Linked DNA regions of Sus scrofa: region 1 is linked to region 2. A link is a contact called in public HiChIP or PLAC-seq data. All regions are on one chromosome and are shown on one strand. Each heading gives the region's core, a stretch centred on a gene start, on an enhancer-like site or on the middle of the called end of the contact. The rest is flanking DNA. Distances are from core to core; before and after follow the strand shown. Region 1 overlaps LOC102164427 (a long non-coding RNA gene). Region 2 has its middle 9.1 kb from the start of BATF3.

Region 1 (4,088 bases), core at 44-2,543, 230 kb before region 2:
ATGACTCACTTGTGGCTCTCAATTCCATCTGCAAAGCACGCGTGGGGCCAGCCCCAGGGAGGCCGCTGGTCAGCTGGCCTGGCTACGGCGTCTGGCAGAGGTCAGCGTGGAACGTGCTGGGGGTCTGTTGGATGACTCTGCAGAATGGGTGTCTACGGGGCTCCCCTAGGGGAAGGCTGGACTCCTTTCTGGGGGTCGTTCCTTTCTGCGGGCATCCCATCCCGGGGGCCGGGTTTCCACCTTGTAAGCTAGAAAGCTGTGTTGGTTAGATGCTCTGAGCTGCTGCGCTTCGGGGTGACTCACACAACAACCGGGCACAACCGCTGCAGTCCGGATTCAGCCACCCCCCAGGACGGTCCGGCGGGCACCAGAGCCGTGTTCACCCACCGGCACCCTCTCACGGGTGGGAATTCTCTCCGGAAAACCAGGCTGTCATCAGAAGGCGCCCGGCCAGCATGGCCTTAGAGCAAGGGCGTCCTTAGCAGCGGGGGCGGATCTGGGCGTCCAGAGCAGGACCTCTCCGGGACGCCCGCTTCAGGGGCCCTGCTCTGATCCCAAACCCTTGCTGACCCACCCCCTCTGGCTGACGCATTGACCTTCTCATTCTGTTCCCTACTGGGTCAGAACGATTGAAGCTTCTTATTTTGGTCCTGGTGGTGGTGGGTGGGGGTGGTTTGCGGGGTGGCTGCCCAAGGGTGGGTGGCACATGTGTTCAGGGAGCAGGGGAGTTCCCCCTGCCTCACCTTCCAGGTGGTCCTGAGATGGGCCCAGTATCTGGCCAATCAGCAATGGCCACAAGTGCAGGCTTAGGAGCGCTTTGTGGAAACTGGGCTGCCGTGGGGCGCATTATAGGCACGATCTCATTTCTCTCCCGACGAGCTGATGAGAAAGGGCCGGTTTCCCCACCATGTACCTAAAGAGACCGAGGCTCAGAGAGCCCAGGTGATTGGGCTGAGGTCGTACTGTAAGCCAATGGCTAGGGGACCCTAGAAGCCATCCGTGAGTGCACACAGGCTCTGAAAGGACAAGGAATGTGTCCCCAGCCCCTTGAGCTCCCGCTCCCTGAAGGCAGGTCCTGGCTCCGGCAGGAAATTCCCTCTCTGCCCCGCTAGCCCCCCCACAGTGCCCAGGGCAGGACTCAGCACCCCTGGACCCAGGCACCCACACTTGCTGACAGGCGCAGATTGGGGATCGGCCTCTTGCCAAAGAGGGAGGGCCAGTGGGAGCCTCAGACCACAGGGAGGTGACTCCATGGACGCACCAGACCGTGGTGGTGACTCAGCTGCCTGGCTGGTGGACGGTGCTCGGACGTCAGCCCTTGCACTGCGGCCCTTCCCTTTTTCCCCTGGAACAATAACAAATCCTGGCTCTGTGATTCGGTTGCCATGGGAACTAGAAAACATTTGATAACGTGGAAACACTGGGACAGGTGGGCTGAGCAGGTCTGGGTGAAAACAACCTTTCCTGCCCCTTCACCCCAAATCCCGGGCGTCTCACCTGTTTGGAGCAGATTAGGTAAGTAGCCAAGAGGGCGTTACCCTGCCACCTGTGTTGAGTGATCTTGTCCGACCAGGAAGTCTGGGGCAGCCACAAGTCTGCGTGCTCGTGGGATGGGCCCAAATTCCTGCTGGGAGAAGTGAGAACTGAGGCACCCTGTCTGCCTGGGAGACCGAGCGTCATGTGGGGTGTCTGCCCCTGGCAGGCGTGGGCCTCGTCCAGGACACTGAAGGCAACAGGAAGAGGGGAGGCACAGGTCCTGATGCTCAGAGAGCTCCTGTCTGCTTGGGGCAGGCCACACACCTGGACAGTCCTGCCCGGTCCCAGGCCACACTGGGAATCACCAGGCAACAGTGAGAGAGGTGCTTGGGAGAGTGGCTTCTGGGCGGGCATGGGGCTCTGGGAAGGGAACTGGAGCCCTCCAGCCCCAACAGGACCGCCGAGGGTGGCGCCAGGCTCTCTTGTTGGGTGACAGCTGGGCGCAGGGGACTGCAGGCGCTCGGAGGCTCAGCCCTCCCTGCCTTCCTCGCCAACCACGTCGCGGTCCCCGTCCTCCTCCTCCCTCCTCCACGCTCATCAACACCTCTGCAGGCGGCATGTGGCTCCCACAGCGGTGTCCCCCCCAAGACTAAACAGGCTCCACGCCCTGCCCACAGGACTCCTTTTCCTCAAACACTGACGCTTCCTAGGTTTAATGGCCTCTCCATGTGCACACGTATGACCCTCCTTCCACGCGGGTCTCTCGTGGGGACCTCCCTGTCCTCCCCCACGGCCGCCCCGGGCCTTCCTTGCACGTGACCGCTGAAGCCACCTCCTAGATGTTCTCTTCGTCCCACCCAGGCTTGGAGGCGGTGCCCCTAAAGCCCTTGACCTCTGCCCCACGTGCCAGCATTTTCAGCTTCTTATTGGGCATCGCCCCAAGCAACTCAGACCCAGACTGCCCGAGACAGGACCGCCCTGCCCCACAGACTCTTTGGCTTCTATTTCCTCTCTCCGTGGGGAGAGCCCCAGCCTCCTCCCGTGTCCCTGCCCGCTGGCTCTGTCCCCCCCCCCCCTCCACCGGGGTCAGAATTCCTTTCTAACACATGGCTCTTCGCAGCGCTCCTGCTCAGAGACCCTTGATCTCCTCGTTGACCACGTCCAGGTCTCCTGGGAGGCAGATGAAGGCCTCCTGGCCCAGCCCCACCTCCCACTCGCTCTCTTTCTGTCTCCTCCCTCCCCTTTCTGTCTGTCTGTCTCTGCCTCTCTCTGTCTGTCCCTCTCTCACCTGCAGGTCCCTGTGCCTCTTGCTCTTTTCTAGCATCGCCCCCTTTGTCATGCTGACGCCTCGGCCTGAAACCCCCTCTTCCTCCACCTGGGAACCCCCACCCTCCCCAAGGCCCCGAGCCCAGCCCAGATATCTCCCCAGCCCCATTGCACCCCAGATCCAGGGCAGAGGTCACCACTCCCTCTGCGCACCCACAGAATTCAAGCATTTTCCACCCGGACCAGGAGTTCCTGTTTCCAGCCACCTCCACAGGCCTGCAGACCTGTGGTGCCAGGCCTGTCTATCCCTTTGTGTCCTGACGTCCAGCTCGAGCCGGGGCCCCACGAATGCTGCACAGATCCCGAGTCCCCAGCTCCTCTCTCCGCCAACAGGGCAGAGCGCCCGCCTCACTCCACCCTCTTTCCCTGTGGTGTTCTGCACTTAGTACCTACCCTCAAAATGTTTGTTGAAGTGCTGAACCCTGCCATTCCTGTGCACAGCCCTGCAGTGGCTCTGGGGGCCTGTGACAGGCTGGCCACCTCGGGCATACAGGGCAGCGGTGACCTGATCATTGGAGGCCCTTCTGCCACAGCAGGGGCAGGACCCAGAAGGAGGATGGCACCCTCAGCCCTCAAGTCAGCCACCCCACAGGAAAACTCAGCCTCTCATGCCTGCTGGTGGCCAGCAATTGCTGGAAGCTTCCTCGGCTCCCTCCCACACTCCCTCCTTCCATCATTTTCCATCAGCCCAAATTCCTGGAGCTGGGTGTACAGACACTGGCTGCCCCGCCTCCACCTGCCCATACACACCAACCCTCTTGCCAACCTCACCTTCCTGCATTTCATGGACAAGCTCCGGTTAATCCAGGCCTCCTGGCCCGCATACTCTGCAGGCAACTGCTCAGGCAATTCCCCTCCCCTGGAGGCCTCCCTTCTCTCCTCCACTGATCCGAAACCGCTGCTGCAGGCCCCGCTCTGGTCTCCCCTTCCCCGCGAATTCCGTGACGCGGAACTGCCTCCCTGAATCACATCGCGGTCCTGTGGCAATCAGCAAGCACCACTCCGCTTAATAGTTCATCAGTCTCCACGCTTTTTTAAAACGCACGTTCATTTTCTTTCCGCACCTAGATGATAAGCTCTGAGGGATCAACTAGTTCTCTAGCTGCCGGGAAGGCGGGGGAATGTAGGTTTCTTCTCAACTCCCTTAGCTTCCTGTTTGTGTCCTCAACTTGAGTGGAATCATCTTTGAGAGTCCTAGTGTCTGCCTGATCAAGTCTTTTCTTGGACAGCCCCGAAAATACATCACAGATTACAAGGAAGCCTCATGCCTCAGGCTTCCAGGACTG
Region 2 (4,023 bases), core at 99-2,598:
GCCCGCAGCACATGGATGTCCCCAGGCTAGGGGTTGAATCAGAGCTGCAGCTACCGGCCTATATCACAGCCACAGCAACACCAGATCCTCAACCCACTGAGCGGGCCAGGGATCGAACCCACAACCCCATGGTTCCTAGCCAGATTTGTTTCTGCTGCGCCAAGACGGGAACTCCTGGTGTGTGTGTTTAGACGGGAACTCCTGGTGTGTGTGTTTAGAGGAAGAGAACCACTTTCCTAATTCCAGTCCTGTTGTTCAAAAGTCAGCGACATTATGGAAGATATGGGCAGGCAGTTGGCATTCAGCATTCGGCTAGCCAACTTTATAACCGTGAATATTTTTATGATTCTGGTCATACATGATAGTAAAATCTAGGATCGATTGGAAAGCATGTAGAAGAAAGACTCCCCATTACCCAAGCATCCACCAGAGATAACTCTCGTAATATTTTGCCATATCATGGTTGTTAATTTTATGTGTCACCTTGACTGGGGGAGGGACACCCAGATTCCTGGTAAAACAGTATTTCTGGATGTGTCTGTGAGGGTGTTTCTAGAAGAGATTAGTAAAGAAAATCCACCCTCACCAGTGTGGGCCGGCATGGTCCAACCGGTTGAGGGCGCTATGGAGCAAAAAGGCAAAGGAAGGGCGAACTCCCTCTCTCTCCTGGGGCTGGGGCGTCTGGCTTCTCCTGCTCTTGGACACTGGAGCTCCTGGTTTGGGGGCCTTCAGACCACAGCACTTACACCAGCAGCCCTCCCCTTCTTAGGCCCCTGGACCCTGACTGAATTACACCACTGGAAATTCAAATATCTTTAAACAAAGAAAAGAAAAAAATAATTCGAATTTGAATATTCAAATTAAGATATGATGAGAAAATAAATCTCAACAAAACACTACAAGTGTGACAAAATTTAGAAAATGGCATACTTTTTTCCATTAATACCTAACAATCTCCATACAATTTTTTTTTTTTTTTTTAGGGCTGCAGGTGTGGCATATGGAAGTCCTGGGCTAGGGGTCAAATTGGAGCTGCAGCTGCTGGCCTACGCCACAGGCATATGCCACAGGCATAGCAACACCAGATCTGAGCTGAGTCTTTGAGCTACGCTGCAGCTCACAGCAAAGCTGGATTCTTAACCCACTGAGTGGGGCTAGGGGTTGAACCTGCATCCTCGTGGATACTAGTCGGGTTTGTTCCCACTGAACCACAGTGGGAACTCCACCGTATGCTTTGTTGTTGTTGCTGCTTTTTAGGGCCACACCCTCGGCATGTGGAAGTTCCCAGGCTAGGGGCCGGCCTACACCACAGCCACAGCAATGCCAGATCCGCGCAGAGTTTGCAAGCTACAGCACAGCTCATGGCAACGCCAGATCCTTAACCCTCTGATCGAGGCTAGGGATCAAACCCACATTCTCATGGATACTGGTCGTCTCCGTTATCACTGAACTATTACAGGAACTCTCTACAAGGAATTTGTAACTTCCCTGGCGGCATCTCCAGTTTCTTGCTGTGTCCAGCACACGTCTGTCACACACCCACTGAATGAATCAACTGTGAATGACTCTCCGCTGGCACTACAGTAAACTTCCTAAGCCGGAGAACAGCTCTTTTGGTATCTCCCCTAAACACGCAAGATGGGTGCCTGCGGCTGTCTCAAGAAATCTTTTTTCTCTCTGAACAACTGCCTGTGCTCTTGGCTTGTTTAGACCAGAAAGAGCCTTAAGTCTGTGTAAGAAGCCTGCCCAAAGTCTGCCCCTCTACAGGAGCTGGACTAGCTTATTTCCGCCCGCTAAACCCCAGGTACCCAAACTGGATTCGCCTTTACTCCTGGTTCCTTCTACTCTGTCATCATCAGTTCGTGAATAGATGTCTTCTAGTTACTTATTACTTACTTAGTCATTAATCAAACAGCAAACATCTCTAAACCCACCACCTAATCCAAGAACCACAATACTAACAACCCCTTTTTTCAACCTAGAGATGTAAATTCTATCCCCTTTCCCATCTCGACTATCCTAAATTTTGTGTTTATCATTGCGTTGCTTTTTTAATTAAAATTTTTAAACACTTGAGCTATTTGCAGATTTGCTTCTGATGAGATCCCATGTGCCTTTTGGCTCGTTTCTCTCCATGGTAAAATCTTGGGAAACAAGAGCACGATATTGCAACTGGTATATGGACAGTGATACAGTCGAGACAGAGAAGATCTCTCACAAGGATCACCTGTGTGGCCAATACATTTTGGTATAGAAATTTCCCTGCTTCTATAATTTTTTTCATTTCACGAGTATTATATAAATGCAGCCATATAGTATATAATCTTTTGAGATTCGCTTTTTTTTTCCACCCAGAATAATGCTCTGGAGGTTCATCCAGGTCGTTGCCAGAATTAATAATATTTCATTTTTGCTGTTGTGGCTGAGTAGTACTCTGTGGTATGGAGGTACCACCGTTTATTTAACCATCCATGCATTGATGGGCACCTGGGCTGTTTCCAGTTCTTGGCCATTACAAATAAAGCTGCTATAAACCTTTGTGTATAGGATTTTGTGTGAACATGTCTTCATTACTCCAGGAAAATGCCCATGAATGCACTTACTAAGTCACATAGCCGTTGAATGTTGAGTTTTTTTGTTTGTTTGTTTTTTGTCTTTTTTTGTCTTTTTTTTTGCTGTTTCTTGGGCCGCTCCCGCGGCATATGGAGGTTCCCAGGCTAGGGGTTGAATCGGACCTGTAGCCACCGGCCTACGCCAGAGCCACAGCAACGCAGGATCTGAGCCGCGTCTGCAACCTACACCACAGCTCACAGCAACGCCGGATCGTCAACCCACTGAGCAAGGGCAGGGACCGAACCCGCAACCTCATGGTTCCTAGTCGGATTCGTTAACCACTGCGCTACGACGGGAACTCCTGAATGTTGAGTTTTTAAAGAAGCTGACCAAGTGTTTCCCCGAGTGGCTGAACCATTTTAAATTCCCACCAGCAATGTACGAGTGATAACGGTTTCTCGGCATGTTCTCCAGTATATATCACTATTTTTTATTTTAGCCATTCTGGTAGATGTGGTGTGATATCACTGTGGTTTGAATTTGCACTTCCCTAGTGGCTAATAATGTTGAACATCTTTCCATACATTTATTCGCCACCTGTATATGCTCTGCAGTGAAATGTCTCTTTATGTTTTTTGTCCATTTGATAAGTGGGTTATTTTTTGTTTTACTGTTTTCTTTTGAGAGCTTTATATATATTTTATCTACTAGTCCTTTCACAGATATACAGTTTACAAATACAGTCTCCCACTCTGAAACTCATCTTTTCATTTTTTAAATAGTCCTATGTAAAACAAAATCGTTAATTTTAAATAAGTCAAATTTACTCATTTTTCTTTTTGTGGATCATGCTTTTGTTATCAATTCTAGGAACATATTGAACATCTCTAGATCCTAAAGATTCTTATTTTTTTCCTAAATGTTGCATAGTTTTACATTTTATATTTAAGCATGTGATCCATGTTAAGTTAATTCATCTGTAAGGTATGAGTCTTAGGTTGATGTTCATTTTTTAAAAAAATCTACGGATGTCCAGTTGCTCCAGCACCATTTTTTGGAAAGACTGTCTTTTCTTCCACTGAATTGCTTTTGCATCACTATCAACTGGGCATATTTGTATGAGTCTATTTCTGGGTTCTCTATTCTTTTCTATTTTTACATGTATCTATCACTCTGCCAATACCATAGTCTTGATTACTATAGCTATAATAAATTTTGAAATTTGAGAGATGGATTCCTCCCAATTTCTTTCTTTTTGAGATCGTTTCAGCCATTCTAGATTCTTTGTCTTTCTGTACAGATTTCAGAATAATCTTACATATGTTTATATATATAAAAACAACTTGCTGGGATTTTGACAGGGGTTGCATGAAATCTGTATATAAAGTTGGGGAGAATTGATATCTTTACTAGGTTGAGTCTTCCAATCTATGAGCATGGTATGTGTCTTTCCATTTATTTAGGTTTTTT

What was found. HiChIP or PLAC-seq counts read pairs in DNA pulled down with a chosen protein or histone mark.
Region 1: a contact with region 2 is called in an H3K27ac HiChIP or PLAC-seq map of alveolar macrophages. The contact joins two enhancer-like sites. A contact is called at or near these places in 1 of 47 Hi-C or Micro-C datasets (embryonic fibroblasts) and 1 of 2 datasets of contacts at active chromatin or transcription factors (alveolar macrophages).

What each region holds. Positions count from the first base shown.
Region 1 is chr9:130,913,241-130,917,328 of Sscrofa11.1, reverse strand. It overlaps LOC102164427 (a long non-coding RNA gene), which reads right to left. Exons shown (of 3, transcript XR_002336041.1): 3 at 1-1,624. Among named protein-coding and RNA genes, the nearest start is that of NENF, 44 kb to the left of the region's middle. Within about 2 kb of position 1,293, at least 40 of the 83 cell types and tissues checked have an H3K27ac peak or open chromatin away from gene starts, as enhancers often do. A contact at or near this core is called in alveolar macrophages, where this site is marked.
Region 2 is chr9:130,687,941-130,691,963 of Sscrofa11.1, reverse strand. No RefSeq gene overlaps it. Among named protein-coding and RNA genes, the nearest start is that of BATF3, 9.1 kb to the left of the region's middle. Within about 2 kb of position 1,348, at least 2 of the 83 cell types and tissues checked have an H3K27ac peak or open chromatin away from gene starts, as enhancers often do. A contact at or near this core is called in alveolar macrophages, where this site is marked.